Linked DNA regions of Mus musculus: region 2 is linked to region 1. A link is a contact called in public HiChIP or PLAC-seq data. All regions are on one chromosome and are shown on one strand. Each heading gives the region's core, a stretch centred on a gene start, on an enhancer-like site or on the middle of the called end of the contact. The rest is flanking DNA. Distances are from core to core; before and after follow the strand shown. Region 1 has its middle 14 kb from the start of E030042O20Rik. Region 2 holds the start of Ttc30a2 (tetratricopeptide repeat domain 30A2).

Region 1 (2,786 bases), core at 2-2,501:
GCTGAGTTCCCCTTTGAAGGTCATACTTAACTGAGCCATACTGAACCATACGTAAATGATCAGATTAAATATTACTTACATATAAAATTTTGGATTCTGAGGGGGATTAATATAACCTAGTGAGGGTGAGTTATTGCATTTATTTTTATAAATATTCTCTACAAATCTAGGAGATGTAATTGGTTCTAATATAAATTAGACTATGGCAGTTTATTTTTTTTAAGTAACTGGCTGAAAGTTCAAGAAAAACTGATCCTGAAAATGGTTGGTTCCAAAGCCCAGGCTTAGTCCACCGGAGGTCAGGGCTCTGGAGTCTCTTGACTCATGCTGTATTTACTGAGCTCACTCATAGCAGGGTTCCCTGAAGATTCCACTTTTCCACATTCTGTTTAATTAATTCCCCAAGGGCAGAACAACAAAGTGTTTTTCACTAGAGAAAGCATGCAAACAGATACAAGAAGAGGATTTCCACATGAAGGAACTCTGAAGTGGAGGCCAGAGAGACAGTCGATTGTAGATCTTTATTTTCTTCTCCGTGGAAAGGTCTAAGGACAAAGTATAGCATATGCTGATGAGACCATAAGCTGCTGTGCCCATTGCAATTGTTCTAATAAATTAAATTCCTCTAGTTGCATGCTTCTAGAGAGCTTAGCCGTTAGGTGACCTTTACTATCAGCCTGGAATGGTTCCTTCCTCTGGGGAAGGTCTAGATCACACTATCCATCACATTTCCTCTATCCTAATGAAAGATGGGATATGTCTGTCTGTGGAGTTCATAAACTAAAAAGTTTATGTCTGAGATATAACAATTCACTTGCAACTGGATATGAGGACAGGAGGTTTCTCTCTTCTAGCATACATTGTAGAAGGAGGATCTCTGAGTTTGAGGCCAGCCTGGTCTACAGAGAGAGTTCCAGGACAGCTAGGGCTATGCAGAGAAACCCTGTCTTGCAAAAAACAACAAAACAAAACAAAAACACAGTGGAACTGTAGACCTATGAATAGTAATAGCAACCTAAAAACTAAAGCCAATATTTAGTGGTCACTAGGGATCATGTGCTTTGTATCTGATCATGGTTTATTTTGAGTCTTTGAAAAAGAAAAAAAGAAAGACATAGGTAGATTATTATCCCCTTAACAACCTAGGAAGGCCGAGTGAGATGACTCAGTGGGGAAAAGTGTTTGCTGATAACCTTGACAAGCTGAGCTCAGTCACCAGGACCCACGCGTGGGAAGGAAAGAATCGACTCCTGGAAGTTGTCCTCTTTTGATCTCCGTGCATACAGACACACAGACACAGACAGACAGAAGGCAGGCACACACACACCACAAAAGACACATCTTTTTTCTTTTTTTTTAACTGAGAAACTGAGGCCTATAGAGAATACTTTTTCTCTGTGCTCTAGCAGCTGAACACTGCCTTTCGATTTTGTCTATTTTTGGCTTTTTTTTTGGTTTTGGTTTTGGTTTTGGTTTTTTTGTTTTTTTGTCTCTAAGACATAGTCTGACTCTGAAGCTCTGGCCAGCATCTAATTACAAAGACCTTCCTGTCTCGGTCTCCCAAGTGCCGGGATTACAAGAACCGGACAACATGTCCAACTACAATTCTTAAGTGTAACGTCATACTGTGAACCACGGGTGTTTCCAAAATTGCAAAATTAATTTGGAAAGTTATCTAGAACCATTTTGATGTTCTAAAAACATTTAAAAATGTTTGGGCAAGGGACTGGAGAGGTGATGGCTCAATGGTTAAGAGCACTGACTGCTCTTCCAGTGGTCATGAGTTCAATTCCTAGCAACCCCATGGTGGTTCACAACCATCCATAATGAAATAGGATGTCCTTCTCTGGTGTGTCTGAAGACAGCAACAGTGTACTTACATACATTAAATAAATAAACAAACAAACAAACAAACAAATAAATAAATAGATATTTTAAAAAAATGTTTGGGCAAAAAGTGTCCAGATAGTTGATTACCCATTTAAAACAAAAACAAAAACAAGAACAAAAACAAAACCCAAAACCAACAACACTTGAATACTTAGTGAGCAGTAGCCTGCTGGTGGGGGCTGGGTGGGAGGTGAGGGACTTGAGTTAAATACAGATTTTACCTTTAAATCCCAACAGCCCAGAAATAAAATATCACAATCGCCCATACTCAAGAAGTAATGAAGATCCACTCTTAGGCTAGAGGGCCAGAGTTTCCTTTTTATTTTATGCAAAAATGACATAATTTCTTTCCTTCATTCCTTTCTTTTTAGGTTATAGGAATTAAACTCGGAACCTTACCTATGCAAGGCACGTTTTGTTTTCTCGTTTTTAGATTGAGATCTATCTGACATACAATACATGGCACAGATGGACGTACATAATTTGGTAAGCGCATGTACATCCCTACACACACTAATGAAGGTAATAAGCAACTTCTCATTCCAGAGCTGTGCTCCTCCTGTGCTGCTGGGGGTCTAACTCGGGGCCTTCTAGCTGTCTCACAAGTACTATGCCACTGAACTACATCCAAGGTAAAACACTTGCTCTGGGCTCAATTTTAATCCTACTTCTTCCTGCCTTTCTTCCTTCCCAGGTGTCTACTGGTCTACCTTAGGTAACTATGGTTTAATTTGATATTCTACAATACCACAAATAGAATCATATAATATGGACTCTCTTATGGAGTCCTTTTACTTAGCATCATTGGGATTCAGCTATATTGCTACATATATCAATAGCTAACTCTTTTTTTCATGTACTGAATGGTGTATATCAGAACATGTTTAACCATTCAC
Region 2 (2,700 bases), core at 190-2,689, 260 kb after region 1:
TCTTTGTACTTGTTCTCCTGCATGAAGAGGACATGGGCCACATTCAGCTTCCACACATCATGGTCATTACAGAATTCCACAGATTTGCGGAAGATCTTCTCTACCATTGGGTAATTCTCAAGATTCCAGTAGATTTTTGCCTGGGCCATCAGTACAGGAATATATTTCTCAAGAGTTTCATCATATTCATTCACAGCCTTTATGACAACTTCATCATCTCTGTTATGCCTTGCTTCTTGAACTTGCTTAGTGAGTCTCCTGAGCTGCTCAGTCAGCATGCCAGCCAACCCATCAAGTTTAATGAAAGCCTCTTCAGGAGCTGTCTGGCAAGTGATCATGGCATCCAAGAAGTCATAGAGATAGGGTGTGAGGAACTTGTAAGTCAAGTGGGCATTTTCTGCCAGGACATCAGCTGCCAGGTCAAAATACTCATATTTACAGTAGAGCAGCAGCAGGTTGCCAAAGGTCTCTGGGGGAAAGGGGTTCTGCTGGAGCAGAAACTGGAGCTTTTCAAAGCCCTCTGTGGGCTTGGCATCCATGTTCATCAGAGCCTGGTTGTGGAGGGTTACGGGGTCCAGCTCTTCCTCTGCTCTGGGTGGCATGTCAGTGAGGGCTTCCTGGGCTGCCTCGTAGTTTCTCAGCTGGTACTCTATGGCTGCCTTGAGGTTGAAGGCTTCGACCAGAGCAGTCTGGTGAAGGACTACAGTGTTGCCAACACTGCGAACATCAATGCCCTCCGTGGTCATGCCCACACCGAGTTCTGGGTGTTGACGGATGCCACGCTCAATGATATTGGCAATATGCTTCAGTGCTGGGGCATAGTGCCTGTTGCTGTAACAAGCTAAAGCTAGGTTGTAAGATACATCGGGCTGGTAGCCAGAAGCCTGCAAAGCCGCAAAGAATTTGGAGCAGGCAGCTTCATAGTGTCCCTCCTTGTAGAGCAGACAACCCATGTTGACCAAACCATCTGGGTCATTCTCCCCTCCACTGTCTTCTCCAGCTTCCCCACTCAGCAGCTGCTCCACCAGGCTCCTGGCTCCTGGGAGGTCACCTTCACTGTACTTGATAGCAGCTTGTAAACGAAGGACTCGGCTATAGAAGGTGGGGTTGTCCAGGAGGAAGGCGACCCTGGTGGCCTCTGGATACAGGCAGGCCTTGTACAGCGCCTGGGCCTGGTACAGGCGGTACTGCTCGAGTTCCGGGTGCATCTGGCTCAGCTGCTCATAGCACTCTGCAGCGAGCTCGAACTCCTGCAGGCGGTAGTAGCAGTAGGCCAGCAGCGACAGCCCTGCGCGGCTGCGGGAGCTCCTCTGCAGCTCTGCGCTCAGCAGTTGCACCGCCTCTGAGTAGCGGGAGTCGCGGATGAGCCTGTACACCACTGCTGTGAACTCACCGTCGGGGATCTGGGAGTTGCTCAGCCCTGCCATAACTGTCAAGATTGAGTGTGCTTGTTCCCATGGCAACAAGCCAACGGAAACGGAAGTCTGGAGATTTTTTTTTTTTTTAACGTATCCAGGAAGTTGGTTTCTAAGAGAAGTATCTAGCCATTCTTGGAAGGGAAGTGTGATTTGGAAGGGAAGTTCACTAAGTTCCTGAACATAAAGTAGAAGAATATATGTATATATTCTTCTGTGTTTTTCTTAAACATGAAATCCTCATATTTTGAGTGAACAGCAACAGGTCAAATAATAATGTAAAAACACTTTACAGTCAAATCTCTGACACACCTGCTACTATTTCTCTACCTAAAGGGATGACTGTATGTGTATGAATATAGATGCTTCATATATCTACACAACCCCTGTAAAAATATTAACCATTCCCCGTTTCTGGAAGAAAAAAGGCATTTTATTATAGGAACAGCATAATTGAAAGCTGTTGTTGCATTGCAAGAATTTGGTGGTTTTGTGCGTTTCAAACTTTCAAAGCCTAATTTTTTTGATGTTTTGAAAGATAGACTGATAATTATTAAAAACAAAAGAACATCATGGAAAAATAGGGTTTACTTTATGCCTTTGGGAACTGGAGGGTTCTAGCCCAGCAAGGAGCACTCTCCATGGGCTACCTGTGAGAGGTAACTGGGATGGCTGTGGCCACAAAAATGGTAAAATGAAGGAAAAAAAATTCAGATGCTCTTTATGTAACTTTAAATAATGTAAGTATAACTTCACGTATCAATATTTATATTCCATTAATGCCAGAAGGGACTTTGATAATGTCAAATAGAATAAAATGTACTTCCCTTTCTGAAGATACTAAGAGATGAAACTCTAGGATTAATGTCGTCTAATACCTACATCTGATAGGAATTAAACATTGATTTTAAAATTATTTATATTATCAAACACTACAAAAGGTCAATTATGAACAGTAAAAAATCAGATATTTATCAGTTGTTTATTAGCTTCAAAGAACAGTACTATTTTTTTTTTAGAAACAATTTCACAGTGAATTTTGAACATTCTAGGAAAGAGCCACTAACAACATGAAAACTGTTGTTAAATGTTACTTCTTCCTTTAAAAAATAAAACAAAACCCCAAAACAATGAAAATCTTTAAAATCTACAATTGTACAAAACTTCTACACAACAAAGAGAATGATCATAAGGATAAACTAAAGCAGAGCATGTAATTCCTGAAACTACTTCTAAAGCCCAAATGTCATGTAGCTAAGGCCCATGGCAGATACGTGTCCTCCAT

What was found. HiChIP or PLAC-seq counts read pairs in DNA pulled down with a chosen protein or histone mark.
Region 2: a contact with region 1 is called in an H3K27ac HiChIP or PLAC-seq map of microglia, with 5 times the contacts expected there. The contact joins the promoter of Ttc30a2 here to the enhancer-like site in region 1. A contact is called at or near these places in 3 of 484 Hi-C or Micro-C datasets (the Ba/F3 cell line, CD4 T cells and embryonic fibroblasts) and 4 of 115 datasets of contacts at active chromatin or transcription factors (embryonic stem cells, large pre-B cells, memory CD8 T cells and 1 more).

The regions. Positions count from the first base shown.
Region 1 is chr2:75,719,225-75,722,010 of GRCm38.p6, forward strand. No RefSeq gene overlaps it. Among named protein-coding and RNA genes, the nearest start is that of E030042O20Rik, 14 kb to the left of the region's middle. Within about 2 kb of position 1,252, at least 44 of the 459 cell types and tissues checked have an H3K27ac peak or open chromatin away from gene starts, as enhancers often do. A contact at or near this core is called in memory CD8 T cells and microglia, where this site is marked.
Region 2 is chr2:75,976,740-75,979,439 of GRCm38.p6, forward strand. It overlaps Ttc30a2 (tetratricopeptide repeat domain 30A2), which reads right to left and starts at 1,440. Exons shown (of 1, transcript NM_001081228.1): 1 at 1-1,440. The coding sequence starts at 1,427. Ttc30a1 (tetratricopeptide repeat domain 30A1) reads right to left here. Exons shown (of 1, transcript NM_030188.3): 1 at 2,367-2,700.